Regions from separate parts of the Mus musculus genome. Here regions 1 and 2 are each linked to region 3. Evidence: chromatin contacts called from public HiChIP or PLAC-seq data. All regions are on one chromosome and are shown on one strand. Each heading gives the region's core, a stretch centred on a gene start, on an enhancer-like site or on the middle of the called end of the contact. The rest is flanking DNA. Distances are from core to core; before and after follow the strand shown.

Region 1 (3,997 bases), core at 1,441-3,940, 320 kb after region 3:
TCCCCATCTGTCTTTCTGAGGCTGAGATTCAAAAGAGTTCGTATTTGCCTCCTTTGCAGCGTGCTGGACACAGCCGCTAAGAGCCAACGCAGTGAGATGTGAGAGGAAAATGCAGGGGCTTGGGCAAGCCGAGGACCATTTGGTTTGTACCTGGGAGATGCTGGAGGGATGAGGCTGGACTTCAGGGCTTCCTTGTGTGGGGGAAGAATACTAAGGAGTCAGCCCAAGCCTGAGCCGCTCCCTATTGCAAGTCACATTGTGCTGGCTGTGCTGACAGGCTTCCGAGCTGCGGTCTGGGGAGGCTTGACTTGTTTGCAGTGTTGTAGGATCGAAACGCCGGATGTATCTAAAACCCTGCACTCAGGAGGCTTCGGCAGGGGTTCAAGGCCTCCTTACCTGCAGAGTGAAACCCTGAACATCTAAGGTTCATCCGCAGCACCCCAAAACAAGCAAGCAGGCTGGGTAGTGGTGGCACACAACCTTAATTCCAGCACTTGGAAGGCAGAAGGCAGGTGGAACTATGAGTTTAAGGCCAGCCTGGTCTGCATAAGGAGTTCCAACACAGCACACAGCCAGGGCTACACAGCAAACCTATCTCAAATAAATAAATAAATAAATAAACAAACAAATAAATAAATAAAGCAAGCAAGGATGTAAAGGGAGGGAGGGATGGACGGACGGAAGAGGGAGGGGGAGAGAGAGGGAGAGGGAGGGAGGGAGAGAGAGAGAGAGCGCAAGTGCCCAGGACCCCATGGAGCTTGGCTTTGCTGGTTTGGAGCTTTGTCTTGTTGGGGAAGACATTAGAGGATGACGGCCTGGGGCTGCGTTATCTTTGTGAGTTTGTTTTACATCTAAAGAGCATTTTGCTTTCATCTATATTTGTGCCTCCTAGTCTCTGCATTTTATGTGAAGAAAATGGGTTTCATGGATATGTAGAACAGGAAGAGTTGGGGTCCAGCGGGAAGGCTCACCTGTTAGGAACACTTGTTTTTACAGGGTGTGGGACTGGGTACCAGAAGTTTTCCACGGAGATCTCTGTCCAGGCCAGGTAGGAAGGTTCCCGAGAAGGGAAGTGAGTCCAGGCAGAGAGATGAGTCTCTGCCACGCCTTCCAGGTCGCTCCTTAACCGAGCCTCTCTGAACTGAGTCGGGTCAGGCTTGGCCGATGAGAAGCCGACTATCCAGTGAGGCGTGCAGTAGGACCTCGGGTGGCTCTTCGGGAGAGAAGATCTCTTCCCAAGTGTTACATAGACCTCTTGGAACAAAAGACTCAGATGAAGGAATATTTCTCGCATACCTTTAATTCCCTGCATGGACTTATATACAGTTCTGGGGGTGATTCAGGGTTTGACAGCAGGCACCTCTCATTGGCTTAGACTGAGAGTTTGGGGGAAACCTTATTTGCGTGTAGGAAGGCTTGGTGCTGTTCCTACCCAAGTCTCTCCTGTGGGAGCTGTGGGGGCAGTAACTTCGACAGGAGTCAGGGGTCCAGGAGACAGGGGTTAGTTCTAACTCTCAATCTGCAGGAGACTGCCTCACAAGGCCTACTTAGAGCATATGAGACCTCAAAGCCCAACTCCATAGTCACACACCTCCTCCTCCGAAAAGGCCACACCTCCCAACAGTGCCACTCCCCATGGACCAAGTATTCAGATAACTGAGTCTTTGGGGGCTGTGCCTATTCAGATCATCACAGATGGGTGCATGGGTCCCTTCTGGGCTTAGCACAAGTTCACAGGTAGAGATAACAGACCCGGGGGTGTTGAAGTATTTTTCTCAGTCCTGTGGTGAGGTAGCAGGGCTGATAACATCAAGTCCATTTGCTCCAAAGCCCCTTTACAAAGGGCAGCTGAGCTAGTCCTTAAAGGAAGGGCTGTGGTGAGGTGCAATGTCCAGAGCCTGGGTCCAGCAGTGCCAGCTGTAGCTGTATGTTTTAAATTACTTCTGAGACATTTCCGGATGTCTTTTTCCTCACCCAGTACATGCAGGGGACATCTTTCTCATCGAGTGGTGACGGAGATGGTTTCGAGTAGGGCACAAGGAGCATTCTTGGTATTATTAGAAACTAATGGGAGGGGCACTGGGATGTGGCTCCGTTGGCAGAGTGCTTGCCTCACATGCACAGAGCCCTGGGTTTAATCCTCAATACCACAGAACCAGGTGTGGTGGTGGCAGCTGCCATCACAGCATTGGGGAGGTGAAGGCAGGAAAACCAGAAGTTCAGGGTCATCTTCAGCTACATAGTGACTCTGAAGCCAAGGACGGTGGCTTGAAGAAAAATAAAGGAGAAATAGATGGCTTGCCCAACTCCAGGCCCAGGAAGCACGCAGACTGTGGTGGTGGGGAGACTGTTGGATTAGAACATAGACTGGTGTGCTAAGTGAGTGGGAAAGGAGAATGGACTTGGGAGCCAGAGGCCAGGCCACTGAGACCCCTGAGAAGCACATGTAGTGCTCTGCCAAGCTCCCAAATGGCAGGTGTGTGCACTTTGTTGATCTATGGAAATGTGTTGGGGGCAGGGGGGTGCGGAGAGAATGCAAAATAGACTCTCAGACAGACAGCTGTGCAAACACAGCTCTGTTTGGTTCAGGTGAGAGATCAGAGACGCCTGCACTGCTTGCAGAGCCCTGCTTCAACACTTAGTTATCTTCTGTAAATTCCTGGTGAAGACCTGGAGTCAACTGGAGGTCGGGAGGCGGGTTCTTTGGGGCAGCTGAGTCACTGCAGGTTCTTTGTGTTAGGCTTGGGGACAGTCCCCAGGGGCTGGTTCTCTCCTTCCATTCTGGGTCCCAGAGACCAGCTCAGCTCAGCCCAGGCCACCAGCGTTGGCAGCCAAGCACCTTTACCCTTTGAGACATCTCACCAGCCCTCATTTTGGCTTTTTTGGTTGGCTTTTGTTTTGTTTTGACTGGGCCTCACTGTAGCTGAGACTCATGATACAGACCGGGATCACCTGATATGTGTGTGGCACGTGCCTGACTCCTTAGTTTGCTTTGAATTGAGATTCTTATTCCGATGTAGTTGATCCTCGTCTTTGCTGGTTCTGTATTTGCAAATTTGATCTGTAACTAACATTGCTTTTGTGGTTGTTCTCATACATGCATAAAGCAGAAAAACAAAAACAACCCTGAATGGGAACCCCAAAGCATGCATTTCTAGCTGAGAAAAAAAAAAAAAAACCAACAGGACATTTGTATCCTGTATCACAGGATGGCCTCAAACTCATTACGTGGCCGAGCATGTCTTTGACCTCCCTAATCTGCCCTGAGCGCTGAAAATCCAGGCATACCCCACCACACACAGTTTTTACCCTACTGGGGCTCGAACTCAGGGCTTTGTATATACTACAGGGCAAACACTCTACCAACTGAAATATATCCCCAACCCAGATTTATTTTTTAAACTTCACTCACAGGGTGGGCTGGAGAGATGGTTTATCAGTTAAGAGCACTTGCTGCCCTTGCAGTTCTCAGGACCTGAGTGCTCATTCTCAACTGCGCGTGTGACTCTGGTTTGTCACCTTCTGGCCTCTGTGGGCACTGCACAGATAATTAATTAATCTAAAATAAATGTGTTCACTTAAGAAGTTGTATGGCTACTACCATTCCTGCAGTTTCTTTGGTAATGGGAGACTCACAGCCCAGTTTGAGTTGTCTGTTCATCCCTCCACGTCCCCTGGTCTCTTTCAGAATGCCCAGGAGAACCATGGGCTGGCTGTGCCCACCCCGTCTGTCCCAGAAGATTTTGCAGACAAAGAAGTGGGAGGTAAGAGAACTCTGATCTTGTGGCTTCCTTTCATCCCTGCTGGGGCCCTGAAGTTAAAACAAAATAAAACAAGCAAGCAAACATCTCCATTTCCCCCAGCTGGAGGCAAAGCCAGCATCCGGCACCTCTTAGCTACTACTGGTCAAGGTGGGTGAGAACAGTGGGCCAGGGAGATGCAGAGAGTCAAGGTTGGCTAACACCCATTTTAGAGAGTGGTGAGAGCAGGGAGGGCC
Region 2 (4,123 bases), core at 371-2,870, 290 kb after region 3:
TATAGAAAGTTTCATGCCAGCCAGAGCTACAAAGTAACATTTTGTCTCAAAAGAATATTCCAGGAGAGAAGAATCTGGTGTCTATAAAATACCAAATTTTCTAGAGCTGTGTTCAGGGCATGACGTGGTCATTGTGTTCTGAAACAGACTACAATGTGGTTATCCATACAGGCTCAGGCCAATGAGATCAGTCAACTTTCTGATAGGCAGCACTAACTAGACCCAGTAGATTTAAAGGGGGGCGGGGAGGGATGATGAAGAGGAGAAAGGGATGGGAGGGAAGAGTGGGAGAGGGATAGCCTGCATGATATGCTCAAGACACATTGTTTATGTATGAAATTGCCAAAGACTAAATTTTATTTCATGAAATATACATTAAGATCGGGCTTGGTGGTCTGAGCATTTAATCCCAGCACTTGGGAGACAGAGTTGAGATAGTCATAAGTTCAAGTCCAGCCTGGTCTACAAATTTCAGGACAGCAATGGCTACATAATAGACAGACCCTGCCATACATAGATAGATAGATAGATAGATAGATGCATACATACATACATACATAATACATACATGTATGTATATGACATATATGGCAGGGTCTCTCTAATATACACACTATATAATGTATTAAATATATTATCTTTAATATATTAATAATATACACAATATAAATAATAAACAAGAAACAATATGAAATATATAAAATAATTATATATTGAATATGTTAAATATTTAATATATTAGTATATTAATATATATGGAGGCCTAACCATGAGGATAGTTTCTTCCTGTGTTCTCTAATGGTACAGAAACTAGCCGGGCGATGGTGGCACACGCCTTTAATCCCAGAACTTTCGAGGCAGAGGCAGGCAGATTTCTGAGTTTGAGGCCAGTCTGGTCTACAAAGTGAGTTCCAGGACAGCTAGGGCTATACAGAGGAACCCTGTCTCGAAAACAAAAACAAAACCAAAAACAAACGAACAAACAAACAAACAAAAAATGGTACAGAAATTAGCCGGGCGGTGGTGGCACAAGCCTTTAATCCCAGCACTCCTGTCTCGGAAAAACAAAAAAACAACAACAACAACAACAACAACAACAACAACAACAACAAAAAAAAAAAAAAAAGGAAAAAAAATGTGCAGAAATTTCTTAACTCTACCTGGCCTCTAACTTCCTGTGTATTCATCATTTGTATTCATCGAAGTCTCCCTCACACATGTCAGAGGGCCCACGGGATGCTCTGGGCCATGCTAGCTTGGCCAGGCAGGTACTTTTCTGGGATGCAAGTCATTTCTAAACTGTCCACCCTGATCTGCTCAGGAAGGGCTCACAGACTCAAGGAACTCGCCTTGGGCTTTTCCTGGTCCAGAAAAAAAAAAAAAAAAAAAAAAAAAGTGGGGGTGGATCGGGCGTGCCGGTAGGGAACCCGCGGCAGGGGGCGGCTCTGCTCCCCAGCAGGGCGTGGGCCGGGCGAGGTCCTCCGCGCAGCGCACGGTGCCAACAATAGGCTGTTGTGGAAGGAGGCAGGAATGTGGCCCGGGGAGTTGGGCGGCGGGGCGGGGCCGGCTCCGGGCGGCAGCCTCTTACCTGTCCAGGTAGCTCGCATTTCCAGGCGAGCGGCGGCGGCGCCCGCACCACCTGTCGCCGGGTGCGCGGGCGGGGAGCGCGGCTGGGGACCATGGCCTGCTAGTGTCCCCTGGGAAGACGCTGCGGGGTTCAGTCTGGAGCAGGACAGGCCTAGGGACGGAAGGTCCTTCCCTCGGGGACAGATCGGCCTGCAGCAGCATGAAAAAGAACCAGACCATGCAGGGCACTTTCAGCAAACTCTTTGGGAAGAAGCACGCCCACCCCTCCACCACGTCCCTCTACGCCACCAATCCACCCTGGATTTTCACCCACGAGGCCCAAGAGGAGGGAACCAGGGACTTTGGTGAGTGCACCCCGGCTGGGGGAAAAAAAAAAAAAAAAAACAAGGGAGAGTTCCCCGTGGCGCCTCTTCCCTCCTGGCTCTGGCGTCACTTGGGCGCTGGGAAAGCGGGCTGGGGCAGGGACACGTTGGAACCTGTGGACCGGCTGAGGAGATGCTGGGAAGGGGAAGGAGGCGCGGCAGCCCGAGTCAGAGAGGTGCAGGGAACCCCTGAAGTGAGGCCGCCGATCCTTGCCGCCCTCACCTGCCGTTCCCTGTCTCCCTTCATAACCTTTGGTAGGGTTTCTGTTTGTGTGGCTGTCTTTGCTGTGTCTCCTACCACATATCCGCATTCTGAGTCAGAGATCTAGACGTCTGTCCCTAGTCCTTTCCGCTTCCTCTGTCCCGCAGAGAGAGCCTGCCTCAGGTGCCCTTGCCGTTCGTTCTGTTTGAGAAAGGAAAGTCAGCGAGCAGGCCACTGTTAGCAGATTGCCAGCCATTTGCGACATCAAATTAGCTTTGTTTGGTTTGGTTGGGGGTGGGGAGGGAAGGGGGCTGAGTGTCACATGCTCTTGCCCAGGTCCTCTTGGATCTGGGTTGTCTATGGTCTCGGACTGAAGAGTCAGAGGTGGGACAGAGGAGAGTGCGGACCCTTTGAATCAAGGGTGGTGTGTCTTTGCAAACTACTGGAAATAAATTGGCCCTTCCCCAGCTCCGGCTATGGGACACTCCTATCTCTTTGTCAATCTCCAGTTTATACACTCTTAACTGGGGGGAACCCCGGGAAAATGGGGGAACGGTACTCACTTCTTGTTTTTGATCCATGCTTCTGGTGTCTGAAGTGGGAGACAGGGGTGTGTCACCAATCACTCCCTAGTTTTACCTGCCTTCCTCATCACCTTTATGGTACTTGGAGTTCTGTTCAACACCCAAATGATTACATTGGGGGCCAGGGCAAGAACAAGATGTCACCTTTCCCTGACCTAAAGATCTCTCACCAGCAGGCAAGCAAAACTAAGAGTATGCCCTCCTGCCCTTTGGGGGCCTCTGCTGGAAGACAGCCTTTAGGTGCATGAGAAAGAGAAGAGGCATTTCTGAGGGGAACCTAGCCTCAGAGTGGAGAGGGAAGGCTGTCTCTGACAGAGCACAGGTTTCAGTAATGGGGAAGAGAGCAGGACCAAGTGGGGGCGTGTCTAGGCAAAGAAGATACCAGTGCTGGCAAGTGAACCCTAAGTGTACTCTGGGATGCCCCAACACCTTCCTTGGCCTGAAGGAAGACATCAATAGCAAACTGTCACCCACCTTTCCTAGGTGCAAACTCTCCTAAAACGTTTGATCTTTGACTCACTGAGTCTCTGTCTAGTGTAAGATGCTATTATTGGCTTTCTGGATGAGGACGCCAAAGAACAGGGATGTTACAGACCTGGTCCAAGACCGCAAGATTTAAATGGTAGAGCTGCGATTTTCCCAGCGCATAGGAACAGATGCTCTTCAGTAGACACCTAACTCATGTAGCTGTCACCAGCAAGCAAGTGAGAGAATTTCCAGTACCCCAGAGTCTTGCTGGCAAGAGAGCCAACATCTGGACCCAGGCAGAGCCCGACTCTAGCAGGCTTTCTGATTTTTCTCTGGAGGAAGGGATTTGGGGGTGAATGCCTGAAAAACCAGTCCCCACCCACCACCACCACCCCTTTCTCTTCAAAGAGTCTCGGAACAGCCTCTTCACATTTCCTCCCTATTTTGTCTGGATGATCGGACTGTTGGTCGGAATCAGGCCTGGAGAGAGAAGAGGGACAGGATACCTTGTAAGCTCTTAGCAGTCTAGTCAGGGCAGGAGTCTAGGGGACAGTTCCTCCCTGTCCCCAGGGCAGGGCTGGGCCTTCAGCTGACTCAGCTTGGCTGTGCGTGCCTGGGCTGGGGTTTGGGAAGGGGTGGACATCAGCCTGGCTCTCCTGTGTTCTCCAGTGCTCCCTTGGGGTGCTCACAGGCAGGACAAACCCACCTCCTTGTTACGGAGGTTTGGGGTTGTTGGGGATTCTGGGATGGCAGTGGGTAGGCTAGCCTTCCCTCTGTGTCAGCGATAGTGCTTGCTCCTCATTGTTTGCTGTTCTGTGGGGACAGTACTGAGTCTTAGAGCCGTGCCTCTCAAGGCGGGGGCCCTCTTTACAGTTCCTCATGTTGGGGTGATCCCCCGGCCATAAAAGTATTTTGTTGCT
Region 3 (4,476 bases), core at 336-2,835:
GAATTATTTACATGTCTAACCTGGGAGCCAAGAATGGGTTTTTTTTCCCCCTCTTAACATTTATTTTATTGTCTCGCTTTTGGCCATTAATCAAGTCACAGTAGCGCCCCCCCCCTCCGCCATTCAACTGAGAATGTTCTCGTGGTAATAAAGGCTTGAAGGCCCAAGAATCATAATTCATTCTTTTTATAATATTGTGACAATTGTCAGGATTTGATTTACAGGAATTGATACCCGGAGTGACACACCCCTTTGGGCCCCGCCCTTTCAGGCATGTCCATTTTCGCCAACTGATTGTTTAGAAGCTAGCCTGACATGTTGGGGGGGGGGGAGAGGAGGAGGGAGGGAAGGCGCCTTTGCCTTATGCATTATAGGCACAGAGAAGATTAATTTTGTAGGTTCCAGAATGAACGTGGGTCTTTTCACAGCTTGGTAAGCAGGCATCCACGTAGCAGGCATGTGCTAATATCAGAGAGCATTGACAGAAGCTTACTGTGGAAATAGTCAGTCTAGCAGCTGTGCAGAGAGCACTCTGTTAACCGGCCTGTGCCTGTGCTATTTGTTGAGTTCAGAGTTTAAATTATAAAGAGGGGAGAGAGGAGAGGGTGTTGTGTTCCGTGCCTCGTATATTAAAATGTGCAGACACGGAAAACAAAGCTTATTTAGAATTTTCTCTTTCTTTTTTGATGTATGGGTTTATCGTAAGAACACAAAGTATTGTTTTTCTCTCCCTAGGCAGGGTGGGGTGGTGCATAGAAGAATTTGCCAAGAGGCTGATAGGGTGAGAAGAGCTAAAATTGTTTATATTTAGTAGTTGGTTTGAGTTTGTGGGCATTTGTAACGTGACAGAACTTCTAAGGTGGCTGTATGCTCAAGGCAGGCCAAGGTGAATCTGAAAATGGATAGGGTACCAATTTTTAGCCGGTTCTGCATATGGGGGTTATTGTTATTATTTTTTTTTTAAAGGATAGCTCTTTGGGTTCCAGCTTTATTCTAGAGTCACGTGGAGTGAGAACCCAGAGCTCTTGACACTGTCTTCCTGGGCCAACGGCCAAATTGCTTCATGGACTCAGGGCGAGTTGATTAACTTCTGTTTTTTGTCTTCTCCTGGAGAAATGGATTTGTACGTTGGCATTCCACAAAGGCGCTTGAGCGGCCTGGCAACTGTGCCAACATGTAAAAGCCATTACTTAGGAAAGCCTGCTGTTGGTGTAGAGTCCCTCATTCATTTACATCTTATGGATTTTTTTAAAAATACTTTTAATTGTGTTTTTGTTCGTGAGTCTGCATGTGGGTATGTACACATGTGAGTGCAGATTCCTGCTGAGGCCAGAGGCGTGGGGTCTCCTGGAGCTGCAGTTATAGGCAGTGGTGACCCTCCTAGTGGGTGCTGGGAATGAAGTTCCGGTAGTCTGCCAGGAGCAAGCAGTTAAGTGCCCTTCACTACTGCTGAGCCACCTCTCCAGCCCTGTTGTAGATTTATTAAAAAAAAAAATCCTAATTATACGTGCTGCTGTAGAGGGAGCTTGTACTTTCAGGCACCCAAAATAATTTCAGTTCATCTTCGAAGTTTCCTCTCCAGCCAGCTGGCTGGATGATCTAATGCTGAGTCAAGCTTGAGGTTAGTTAAGCTGTTGTTCCCGGGCAGCAGGTAGCTTTGGGGAGGCGAAGTGGACCCTCAAAGCTTAGTGTGAACTTGCCTGATGAGCTCACATGTGGGCTATTGCAATTCGTGCGAGTGGTGATAGGGTCCTTACTGACTGACGGTGTATGGTGACTTCCGGGACCTGGACTGCCACTCTGGGCTTTTCGGGAGAAAGCTCTAGATGGTTTTATTGACTTTGGATATTGACCCAGAAAAAATAAGGATCCAGACAGGTGCTCCAGACCTGCCCTGGAGCCACACATTTCTGAACTCACGAAACTGTGTGGCTGAAACAGGGAAGAGGGCTGGAGTCCTCAGAGATCTTGTGGGAAGGCTACAATCTTAAAGGATCTTGTGGGTTAACCGTATTTTTAGATTTTCATATTGGAGAGTAACTGGTGAGGTTAAAATATAGTTGAGATTTTTCTCTTTATCCCCACCCTGTCCGGAAAGGGACTAAAACCCGCCGGATTGCAGTTACTGGTATGCTTATCCACTGATGGATATGGGCGTGCGTGCCTGCGTATATGCGTGCGTGCTTGCGCGCATGCGTGTGTGCATACGCAAGCCAGATGTCAGTGTTGCCTGTTTCCTCCTCAGGTGCCCTGTCACCTTATTTAACTTATTTATTCATTTGACTTTTATTTGTGTATATGTGTACCCCTGCGCATGCGTGGCGGTCTAGGGTAGCTTGTGGGAGCTGATTCTCTGCTTCCACTTTGTGGGTTCTGGAGGTCAAACTTAGGTTGACAGTCTCTGTGGCATATGCCCTTACCATGTGTCCCCACCTGTCCCAGGCCTCGGTCCGGCCCTTTTCACTTTAAATTTTGAAACGGAATTTCTCACTGAATCCGGAGCTCATTCATTCAGTGGCTGGCCAGTGAACTCCGGGACCCCATCCTCCTGTCTCTGCCTCCTTGTGCTCCACTATAGCCCCATGCCATCGTGTTTATTGTTTCGCTTGTCTTAGGTGGGTGATGGAGATCTGAACTCGGGGTCCTTCTGCCTCTGCAGCTGCCACTTTACCCACTGTGCCATCCTCCCCGGGGCTGCATTTTAAAGAACTATTAAAGTCTTTCTATGTGAATTGCTCCATGAGTCTTTTAGAAAAGCTCTTCTGAGTTAAAGGACAGACACAACCACCAAAAACCCCTCTGGGATGTTTTCTAAGAATTTGAAATTCCCAGAGTAGCCACTTAGAGGAATTCGGGCCGAGGAAATGAATATTTAGGTTGTTTGTTTCCGCCTAGAGGACAAGAAGCTAGGAGCGGTGTGGGTCATGCTGGCTACTGATCTACTGACATTGAAAATACTTTTAGAGGAAGAAGAGAAGGAAAAATAAAACTTAGGGTCTAAATGGCTATGAGAATTTTGGGATCACATAGTGTGGGGTTATCATTATTATTTTAATTTCTGACTTGAGAAGCCCTGATTTTCATTTATACATTTAGCAGCCACTTTCATTTTATTTTATTTTTTTTAGATTTATTTATTTATTATGTGCAGAAGCCTTTTTTTGCCTTGTATGTCTGTGTATTATCTTGTGCATGCTCAGTGCCCCCAGTGGCCACAAGAGGGCATTGGATCCTCTAGAACTGGAGTTATGGGGGGTGTGAGTCACCATGTGGGTGCTGGGATTGAACCTGGGTCCTGAGCTGTTGCTCCAGCCCAGTTAGCTTATTCTTTCATGAGCACGTGCTATTTGCCGGTCGCATTAAGGTACTGGGAATCTTGGAGATTATAAGACATGCTTCTCTCTCTGGCCACCACGGGTGGATGTGGGCAGAGGTGGATGCTGCAAACTGGGATACATACATGCTCTTGTGAAGTAGGGACCAGGCAGAAGATCTAATGCAGCCTCCTTGAGGAGTAGGGTGGAGAAGACAGAGTGGCCATGCAGCAGAGAGCATGTGTGGCTAGCTTTAGATCTGTAGGAAGCTAGGGGAGGTCTAGGTATGGGGGAGGGAGCCTTGAATGGCCATTCAGAGCCCTGTGGGCCTTGGGAAGGGTTGGATTTCCATCTCTTATTTTTAGTGCTAAATCTAAATAACTCTTTACACATGTCAAGCAAGTGCTGTGCCACTGAGCTATGCCTCTAGCTCCTCCCCTCCCCTCCCCTCTTCCCTCCCCTCCCCTCCCTTTCCCCCTTCCCTCCCCTCCCCCTCCCCTCTCTCTCTTTCTTTCTTTCTCTTTTCTTTCTTTCCTTCCTTCTCCCTGTCAATTGCTAAAGAGATTCTTATTTTGTGTGTGTCTGTCTGTCTGCCTGTGTAGACTGTGACTGCTCTTAAACTCATTCCCTACCCCAGGCTGGCCTTGAACTAGTTTCAATCTTCTTGCTTTATCCTCTGAGTAGCTAGGATTACAAGGCCTATAGCCTTGGACTCTGCTTAAATATTTGGATTTTTTAAAAATTACATTTCGATATGTGTATGTGTGTGTGTGAATGTGTGTGAGTGTAAGTGTGTATGAGTGTGTATGATTGTGAGTATGTGTATAAGTGTATGAATGTGTATGAGTGTGAGTGTGTGTGTGTGTGTGTGTGTGTGTGTGTGTGTGTGTGTGTGATGCTCATGAAGGGTCAGTGTGATGGTTGAGAGGGACCACACTGTGGAATGAAAAAAACCTGATGAGAACTGACTTCTTCAAATTGTTCTTTGACATCTACACGCACAGCATGGCCGGAGCCCATCCCCCCCCTTCCCCATCCCAACACCACCCCCTCTCCCCCTGATGGGAGTGATCAGAGGAGAGGGCTGATTGATTTCGAGAAATGGGCTGGATCAACTGAGAGAAGCTGTCCAGCAGGTCTGAGGGGGAGGCTCTGTCTTTTG

What was found. HiChIP or PLAC-seq counts read pairs in DNA pulled down with a chosen protein or histone mark.
Region 1: a contact with region 3 is called in an HNF4G HiChIP or PLAC-seq map of pancreatic cancer cells. The contact joins two enhancer-like sites. A contact is called at or near these places in 1 of 484 Hi-C or Micro-C datasets (embryonic stem cells), 5 of 115 datasets of contacts at active chromatin or transcription factors (embryonic midbrain, embryonic stem cells, pancreatic cancer cells and 1 more) and 1 of 9 other capture datasets (embryonic stem cells).
Region 2: a contact with region 3 is called in an HNF4G HiChIP or PLAC-seq map of pancreatic cancer cells. The contact joins the promoter of AI661453 here to the enhancer-like site in region 3. A contact is called at or near these places in 4 of 39 promoter capture datasets (cranial neural crest, embryonic stem cells, hippocampal neurons and 1 more), 2 of 484 Hi-C or Micro-C datasets (both in embryonic stem cells), 9 of 115 datasets of contacts at active chromatin or transcription factors (embryonic hindbrain, embryonic stem cells, forebrain and 3 more) and 1 of 9 other capture datasets (embryonic stem cells).

What each region holds. Positions count from the first base shown.
Region 1 is chr17:47,460,266-47,464,262 of GRCm38.p6, forward strand. AI661453 (expressed sequence AI661453) reads left to right here. Exons shown (of 5, transcript NM_145489.2): 3 at 3,689-3,764. Among named protein-coding and RNA genes, the nearest start is that of AI661453, 26 kb to the left of the region's middle. Within about 2 kb of position 2,691, at least 48 of the 459 cell types and tissues checked have an H3K27ac peak or open chromatin away from gene starts, as enhancers often do. A contact at or near this core is called in pancreatic cancer cells, where this site is marked.
Region 2 is chr17:47,435,019-47,439,141 of GRCm38.p6, forward strand. It overlaps AI661453 (expressed sequence AI661453), which reads left to right and starts at 1,621. Exons shown (of 5, transcript NM_145489.2): 1 at 1,621-1,931. The coding sequence starts at 1,787. It also overlaps a transcript of 1700001C19Rik not described here.
Region 3 is chr17:47,143,601-47,148,076 of GRCm38.p6, forward strand. It overlaps a transcript of Trerf1 not described here. Among named protein-coding and RNA genes, the nearest start is that of Gm41589, 6.1 kb to the left of the region's middle. Within about 2 kb of position 1,586, at least 27 of the 459 cell types and tissues checked have an H3K27ac peak or open chromatin away from gene starts, as enhancers often do. A contact at or near this core is called in pancreatic cancer cells, where this site is marked.